Regions from separate parts of the Capra hircus genome. Here region 1 is linked to region 2. Evidence: chromatin contacts called from public Hi-C data. All regions are on one chromosome and are shown on one strand. Each heading gives the region's core, a stretch centred on a gene start, on an enhancer-like site or on the middle of the called end of the contact. The rest is flanking DNA. Distances are from core to core; before and after follow the strand shown.

Evidence for each region. A called contact is a pair of places that touch in the nucleus more often than the background predicts.
Region 1: a Hi-C map of blood shows a contact between it and region 2, with 4 times the contacts expected there. The contact joins two enhancer-like sites. A contact is called at or near these places in 3 of 5 Hi-C or Micro-C datasets (all in blood).

Annotation. Positions count from the first base shown.
Region 1 is chr16:58,751,928-58,756,639 of ARS1.2, forward strand. All of the region lies in intron 1 of RALGPS2 (ras-specific guanine nucleotide-releasing factor RalGPS2), which reads left to right. Among named protein-coding and RNA genes, the nearest start is that of RALGPS2, 23 kb to the left of the region's middle. Within about 2 kb of position 2,949, at least 1 of the 5 cell types and tissues checked has an H3K27ac peak or open chromatin away from gene starts, as enhancers often do.
Region 2 is chr16:58,550,538-58,554,781 of ARS1.2, forward strand. No RefSeq gene overlaps it. Among named protein-coding and RNA genes, the nearest start is that of TEX35, 21 kb to the left of the region's middle. Within about 2 kb of position 1,709, at least 3 of the 5 cell types and tissues checked have an H3K27ac peak or open chromatin away from gene starts, as enhancers often do.

The DNA.
Region 1 (4,712 bases), core at 1,699-4,198, 200 kb after region 2:
AAATCTGATGGAACCTATGAAACTGCTGGAACTGCTAAGTTTTATAAAGTTATGGGATACAGGATCAATGTAGAAATATCAATGGCACTTCTTTATACTAGCAACAAACAATTTGAAATTTAATACAACTCATAACCATTGACAATAGCAACATGTATGCAATACTGAAAACTACACAGCATTGCTGAGCAAAATTAGAGAACATTCAGATAAGTGAGGAGACATTCTTTGTGCATGGGGTCAGAGACTCGTTGTTGCTAAGGTGAAAGCTCTCCCCAGTTGAGTTATTGATTCCCTGCAAGCCCAGTCAGAATCTTAGCAGGCCTTTTCTGTAGAAATTGACAAGGTGATTCTGAAATTCATGTAGAAATGGCTGGGACCCAGAATATCTAAAACAACTTTGAAAAAGAAGAACAAGATTGGAGAGCTAATACTGCCTGATATCACAATTCATTGCAGAACTAAAATAATCAAAACAGTGTAGTATTGGTATCAAGACTGAGAAATAGATCAGTGGAATAGAAGAGTCCAGAAAAAAGTCCAATAAATATATGGACAACTGAATTTTAATGCAAGTACAAATGTAATTCATTGAAGAAAAGATAGTCTGTTAAAAAAAATGATGCTGGCTCAATTGGATATATATATATAAGCAAATGAACTTCATCTATACCTTGCACTATATACAAAAATCAAATCAAAATGAATCATAGACCTCAATGTAAAACCTGAAGTTATAAAACATGGAGACCAAAACAGGGCAAAATCTTTGTGACCTTGATTTAGGTAAGTATTTCTTAGATACAACACGAAAAGCACAGCCCATAAAACAACACATTGATGAGTTGAACTCCATCAAATTAAAGTGTGTGCCCTTTGAAAAATACTAAGAGATGCTTAGTAAACACCTGTGGAATTGAGTTGGTTCTTCGGTCCTCCTGGTATCCTGACCTGGAACTGGGGATCATGGGCTTCTGTCTCTCTTCAGATCACAACTGTTTCAGTGGCCCTCTGTGGCCCTTATTTTTTTCACCTGTAACGTGTATAGTTTGGACCACATGATTTCCAGGGTTCCTTCCAGCTTGGACACCTAACATGTCTGTGAAACAATTGACTTGCAAAGCAATATCTACCATTAAATGTGTTTTTTTAAATAAAAATTAAAAACAATTTAATTCATTTGGTGAAGTGGTTCTCAAATGAGGCAGTTTTGTCCCCCAGGGGACATTTGGTAGTATCTGGAGATATTTGATTGCCAAAACTAGTTAATGGCATCTAGTGGATAGATACTACCAAACAGCCTAAGTGATGCATAGCCAAAGTCCTCCTCACACAGAATTATCTAGTCCCAAATATCAGTAGTGCCAAGGTTAAGAAATCCTAGTATAGAGTATCTAAAATCTATTTAGCTGCTTATTATTTGAAACCTGTGTTATTATACATTCCTATGTTGAACTCGACAGACATGAGTTTGAGTAAACTCCAGGAGTTGGTGATGGACAGGGAGGCCTGCCGTGCTGCAATTCATGGGGTTGCAGAGAGTCGGACACGACTGAGCGACTGAACTGAACTGATGTTGAACATATTCTTGGTAAAACAAGTTGCTTAATAAAATCCTTTGGAGAACATTGTGTCTTAGATTTTGGGGAATGTGTGTAGATGATGTATTTGTGAGACTCTTATTTTTGAAATAATTTTTATATAACTGTGGGGAGTTGATCAATTTGGATATGTTGAAGTTTGTGTTCTCATACCATTTAGAAAAAAATATACATTTTTTGAAATTCCCTGGTGGTCCAGCGGTTAAGAATCCACCTTACACTGCAGGGGACATGGGTTTGATCCTTGGTCAGGGAGTTAACATCCCACCCACATGCCGCAGAAAAACGAAGCTCACTTGCTGCAACTACTGAACCCATGCACCACAACTGGAGGATCCATGTGCCAAACAAGATCCTGCGTGACACAACTAAGACCTGACACAGCCAATAAATAAAAACTTAAAAATGGTTTTAAAAAACCACCACCACCATACATATAATTGCCCAGCCTAGTCTAGTAGAGGCCACCAGTAGAGCTTAATTTTAATGGATGAACTAAAATTTCGTTTTTTAAATTATCTGAAATTTACATTTAAGATTTGCTAATTACAAATGGCTATTTTGCTGCCTTTTTGCCAATATTCCACAGATAGGCCGAGACCCAGGTTCTCAGATTGGAGAATTTCATCAGTTTACATGGTGATGCTTAGATGGTAGTGTTTTTTTGTTTTCTTGTTATTTAAAAAAAAGAGAGAGAACCTAGGGGAGAGAGAAAATAAGTTTTAGTGGAAGAATGAAATGAACAGGGATTTGAATTGGGTTGAGAACATTGGCCCTTAATATGTTGCCTTATGAGAAGTGGTATTTTTTCAAATAGAAGGATACTAGGAATTTTGTATATTCAGTTTGATAAGTAGTTTGCTGCTAATACAAATATATCTACAGCTGCACCCAGAAGATTGATGTTACACAGTTGAATTTGGTCCACACATAGCCGCCTTCTACATGTTAATCCCACCTGTTGTACTGAAGGAGTACTTTCTGAGATAGAATCTATCCCTGTTTTTGTTCTAGGCCAGGAGTTGGCTGACTTTCCATCAAGGCCCCAGATAGTAAATACTTTAGGCCTTTTTTTTTTTTTTTTTTTGTAGGCCATGCAGTCTGTGTTGCATCTATTCAGGTCTGCCTTTGTAGCATAAAAGGAACCATAAACAGTACAGAAATAAAGAAGTGTGGCCGTGTCCCAATAAAATGTAATTTACAAAAATAAGCCTGGGTCCAGCTTGTAAATTGTAGTTTGCCAACCCCTGTTGTAAGCCATCAGCATTTTCTCTTTGGAACATTTGGCATTTCTGGTTAGTTTCCCAGTGGTGGCTGGTTGCAGATGGAAGAAAGAGGTACCTTGTCACTTGCAGCTGCTCTGCTGTATTGAATGGCTTTTCTTGATGATGGTGTGGGGTAAGTGGATGACAGGAGCTTTAACTGAGAAAGAGAGTTAGCTCTTTAATTCTTTAGTTAGAGTTAAAAAAAAAAAAAAAAAAGGCTTGGTTCCCTTCTCCATTACAACCCATATGCAGGTGGTCGACAAATTCTAGCAAGTTTACCTTTGAAAAGTCTCTGGAATTAGGTTGTGTGTGTGTGTTTAATAGAAGTACTTATAACCTCTTGGCTGGAGCAGGGTAATACCTTCTTATCACTCTCTGCTTTTAAGGGTTCTTTTCTCTAATCCATCAACTTCCGCAGATGTTGCCAGCTACCTTTCTAAAATGAAAGTGTTATGGCACACATCTCTGCCTATAAAAAATTACACAGTGATTCCCAGTCATTCAGAATAGTGGTTCTTAACCACTTTTTATTTCTGAGTTCCTTTGAAAATCATTTGATAGCTACAGATCCAGGAAAATGATTTTGTGTGTGTGTGTGTTTATCACACAGTTTTCATACTTTGGGGAGCAGGGCATTTCATGGCCCTAGGGTTTAATTCGTGATCTCTCAGTTAAGAAATCTTGATTTAGAGAGTAAAGTGCATGTTTCTTCCCAGGCTGTTGTTAATATTTTGTGATCTTCCTCCAGTCTGTCTTCATAGATTATTCATTTCTGTACACACACGCACACATACATGCATGCACACTTTTTCTGCAACACATTAACCAGCATTGTCCTGACATGCCAATTTCTTCCATTCTTCTGTCTTTGCAAGTATTATTTACTCTTTTCAAGAATGTCCTTACCATTACCCTCCATCTGCCCAACATTTGCTTGTTAAGGCTCATCTCAAATATCAGGTTCTCTGTGAAAGCCATCCTCACCTTTCCTCCTTGACAGACATAGTAAATATGGAGGAATTATAGTGACTGAGACTTGCAGAGAAACCTTCCCTTTGGAAGGGAAAGGTATGGATAAGGATGGAAGAAGGAAAATTCTAGGAGAGAGTTCCTTACTCATAAGAGATATTCCTCCTCTTAACCTCCGTGAGCCTCAGTTTCCTAAGTTGAATGTAATAATATTTATCTCAGGGGGCTATTAAAATAAATGAAGAATGTCTCAATCCCTACAGCACCTCAGTCTTTATGCAGGCAATTCCCTTCCTCTGGTCATTGGGTGGCCCCAGGATACAGGAGCAAACATCTTCGGAGATCCAGTACTCTTGGTTCTTAATAAAATGTCTGAATGGAAAACTAGGCTGTAAATCTAGTAATACAAGATTGCTTGAAATCCTTCTGCCAAAATTGTGGTAAGGTGTGTGTTGTAAGCTACAAGTTGCTATGCTAATATTTATATTGTTACAGGCATTGCTGCTTTTAAAAGGCCAGTGGGTCTTTGCTATTAAAGTATGTGATGCTTTTTTTTAGCTAGTCAGTTGCTGCTAGAATAGAGCCCCATCTTTCGCAAATTAACACTTATGGTTTTCACTGTTCGGTGAATGACTGGGAGGGTGTATAACCTGATAATTTGTAATTTTGCTGGGCACATATTGGTCCTAGTCTGCCACTGGTAGGCACATTTGTTATTCTCTGGATTTTTTTGTGTAGAAATTTTTGATGCGAGAACTGTTTATGCTGCAGGAGGCAACTTGTTCTGGTGATCAAAGAGAAGTAGAAGACAGTACATCTAGAAAGAGGAATTTGGAGTAAATTGTAAGATTCTGTGGTGGCTTAATAAATTCATGAT
Region 2 (4,244 bases), core at 459-2,958:
AGCTTTAAGCCAATTTTTTCCCTCTCCTCTTTCACTTTCATCAAGAGGCTCTTTAGTTCCTCTTCACTTTCTGCCATAAGGGTGGTGTCATCTGCATATCTGAGGTTATTGATATTTCTCCCGGCAATCTTGATTCCAGCTTGTGCTTCTTTCAGCCCAGCGTTTCTCATGATGTACTCTGCATAGAAGTTAAATAAGCAGGGTGACAATATACAGCCTTGACGTGCTCCTTTTCCTATTTGGAACCAGTCTGTTGTTCCATGTCCTTAAGGAGCATCAAACTTTGGTGCAGCAGGGTCCACGTGGGGCTGGAGGAAGGCAGTGTGAGATGTAGGTGTGAGGGCGAGATCTGTGGCCTCTGGAATCAGGACAGTTCCCTGGGGGATGTGGGACTTGAAGCAGGTACGGAGGACAGGCTGTGTGTGAGTCTGGGGGTGAGAAGTGGAGGGATTGGGCAGCAGGAACAAGTCACCTCCCTTACTCTAGCTGGCAAGCCCCAACCTGTCCTGGCCTTCCGCCACCTCTCACCCCTCATCGGCTACCACTTCCCATCCTCTCTTGGCTCAGAATGTCCCTGTCCCATCTTCACCCTGTCCCCTCTGCCTAGAATAATGCCGGCATGCAGGAGGTGGATCAGGGTTGTTGTTCTAGGGTGCTGAGCGGAAGTTCCTCTGAGGAGGTGACTTGTGGGTACCCTTGACCTATTGGAGAAAGCCATGCAGATACATGCATGTGTACACGCATGTCTTCACCATGTCTTGATTTCCTACAAATGGTGCTCCATGAGGCTCCCAGCCCCCTGCGGAGAGGTACCCAGGGCTTTAAGGCAGCCCCAGGTGTGGGCATGCAGACCTGGTCGGCTGGGGGAGTCCGGCTCAGGCTGCCAGGAACCACTTTCCTATTCCCACCTCAGACAGAGGGCAATGTCAAAGGCTGGTGGGCAGAGGCCAAGCCCCCAGCATTCACGTGTTCTATTATCACCCGGCCGGAAGCAGCATCCTCAGGGCAAGAAGGTGAACGGCAGAACACGCCCCCCTTCTCCGAAGCCCCCCTCGCTTCCCCTCGCCCAGCTTTTCTGCGAGAAGCACTGAGACCCATAAGAGAGCTACCCCGGCTCCAGGACGGAGTGCACTTTCCTGGGCAGCTTCCTTCCCATGTCAGGGACTGAAGTTTAAAGGACAAGGGAGGTCAGGGAATAAATGACTGTGACTAAGGCAGGGACCTCAAGGTTCCCTTTGCATAGACTGGTAATAGGCCTCTCGCTTCTGCCACGGGCTGTGATACAGTCCACCCGCCCAGAACATGACACTGGGAGAAATTTCAAGCGCCACTGAAATTAGTAGATGTTACTGTCTTCATGCACACTGTTTAGCTAAAAGCGGATTCGTTCCCGGCAAGGGAATGATAGCAACCTGACCCCGCGCATCACTCGGCGCCAAGCACTGTCTCGGTGTCCAGCCCCAGCGGAGGGAGGGAGCCGGGCTCGCAGGGTGCAGTTCCCGCCAGGCCCACTGGGTGGCGCAGGCACCGCACTCCGTAGGGAGCTGACCACCAGAGGCCGGGGGGCTGACTTCGAAGGAAAGGGTCCCCAGAGGAGGAGGGCCCCTCCATCTGTCACAGAGGACCCTGGCCTCGCAGCTCCGACCTGGGAGATCCGCTGCAACCTCATCCAAGCTCGGTTCCGACAGAGGGCTTCCCTTTGCTTTCCAGAAACTTCTCTCCTGGGGATTCTCATCTCACAGAGCAGGCTCCAAGGCAAGGGCTTGGCCACAGATGTGCTGGAGCCCAGGAAAGAAAGTGGGGGTGGAGGGGGTGCAGGGAGGAGGGGAGCTCTTACAAAGTGAAATAAGGCCCAATGGTCGATGCCAGACCTGGGGTCAGCCTTCTTGGTTTGGTAGTAAACCAACCTGCCGCATCCTGATCTCCTGCAGATATTGGGGGGTTGGGGGGAATAGGGGAATGAGATGCTGTCCTGGGAGATGGGAATGGAGAGGGGAGATGGAGGCAGAGAAGCGGAGAGTAGCCAGACTAGACACCTTGTCAAGTAGGGCCCAGGCCAGCTAGAATGAGGGGTGTGGGGGGGTCCTCCTGAGTACAGTTGTTTGGCATTTTCTTCCAAGGTTCTCAGATGCTTGTGGAAACCTGCTGTCTCCCCTTCTTCTGACTTGATCCTTCTTCTGCCTCTGGGCAATGCCCCATTTGCCCAGTTCGAATCTGCCTTTTGTTTGTGAGAAGAAAAAGAGATGAGCACTGGAGCTTTCTGGGGAGAGTGGAGCCGGGAGAGCCAAGAAGTGGAGCTGGAACAGGTACCTGGGGATTGATGCACGCCTTGAGTGTAGGTCTTAGGGCCCTAACCCACCTTCTGCTTCTTTGGCACATCCGCACCACCCCTGGGATGTTTCTCCACATGTAGCAGGGCCTTCCTTCAAGTTCATTGTCCAACTACGTCCGAGAGAGCTGAAGAGCAACGTCAGGATAACGTGCCTCTGAGCTATTTGTATAAAATGCAGATTCCACCTTCTTGTTTCTAAAGATTCTAATTCGAGAAGATGAGGATGGGGCCCAGGAATCTGCATTTTAACAGACACTGGAAGAGAATCCCAGGCATGGTGGCTAGGTTCCACTTGGAGCAATACCAGCGGAAGCTTTGGGGCACTACGTTTCACTGAGAGAAGCCTGCAGCCAGCAGCTCCTCCTTCCTTTCTGAGCATCTCCTCTGGCTTGGTGTGACTTCAGGGTCAGCAACTCTAGAGCATTTCTTCCCCTGCGCTCAGCCTCTTCAGCTTTCCCAGGCCTGGTTTTACTTATTTTTCTTTCTCCCGACCTCACTGGAACATTGAGCTCCATTCTTTTAGTAGGTAAGCTCTTTATTAACATCAGCCTAGAATTTTGGGAAGCCTCAAACAGTTGTGCAGCATTGGATAAATCCTGTAAGAAATGAAATTATCATTTGCCAGCCATTATTATGGAACCTGCATTCTGCAACCATGTAATTTTCTTTTCTTAAATGATTCTGATTTGAGTCTAAAACACCTCCCTTCCCTTCCCACCCCCATTCCTCTGAGCTGAACCTCCCGAACTCTAGATGGTTGCACTGTCAATCACAATTTCTTTCATTCTTTTTATTCTTCATGGAATGAGAGAGGCACAAACAATGTTTTTAAATAAAATTTAAGAAAATGTCTACATGTCCTTATCTCCTGGAAGAACTTTAAGTAACTACATTTCCCTGGGGTTTACTTTCCTGCCTGGCTCAACCTGCTATCATAAAAATAGAAAGTTGGCAGACAAATACACAGAGTCCACAGAGTTGGGTATTTCCTTATTGCATTTTTAAGAGCAGTATTTTGTAATTGCTGTGATAATACAAGGGATGATATTTCTGAGAGTAAGCCCAGAGCACATTCCCTGCTGGTGTCTGCCCTCTAATAACCCCATGCGATGATGGCGACGCAGTACCAGTAGGGGATCATCACAGAACATTAATAAGGAGGAAGCTGAGAGCTGGCGCCAGGAGCGCTGCAGAGACAGAAAGCAGTAACTAGGCCAGGCAGGCCCGTCATTTTTGCACTTTGAGCAAGAAGTGAGAAATGGAAAACATTTTCTCTACCTTCCCAGCACTGATGTCTTTGAGCTGTGGTGCTGGTGAAGAGTCCTGTGGACTGCAAGGAGATCAAACCAGTCAATCCTAGGAATTCAACCTTGAGTATTCATTGGAAGAGTGGGCTGAGGTGGAAGCTCCAATACTCTGGCCATGTGATACAAACAGCTTACTCACTGGAAAAGACCCTGATGCTGGGAAAGATGGAAGGCAGGAGAAGAGGGTGACAGAGGATGAGATGGTTGGATGGCATCATCAACTTAATGGACATGAGTTTGAACAAACTCTGGAAGATAGTGAAGGACAGGGAACCCTGGCGTGCTGCAGTTCATGGGGTTGCAAAGAGTCGGACACGACTGAGCAACTGAACAACAACACCACCTTCCCAGCAAATATGGTGCCTGGCTCAGAATTTCCTCTGACTTTGTGTCCCCAAGACACTGGCTGCCCAATTACATGGAGCCAGATCCAAAGAGAAACTGTTCAAGAGAGTTCAGGAGAATGACTGTTCCCTCAGTTCTGTGAGGACACATGGGTTCTGGCTGAGATGAGAGCTTTGAGAGGGTCATAACTGAGCTCCAGATGCATCTAGAACCCTCTCAAAATATCACTTTTCTAAAATGTTTTGTCACTTTCTAAAAAT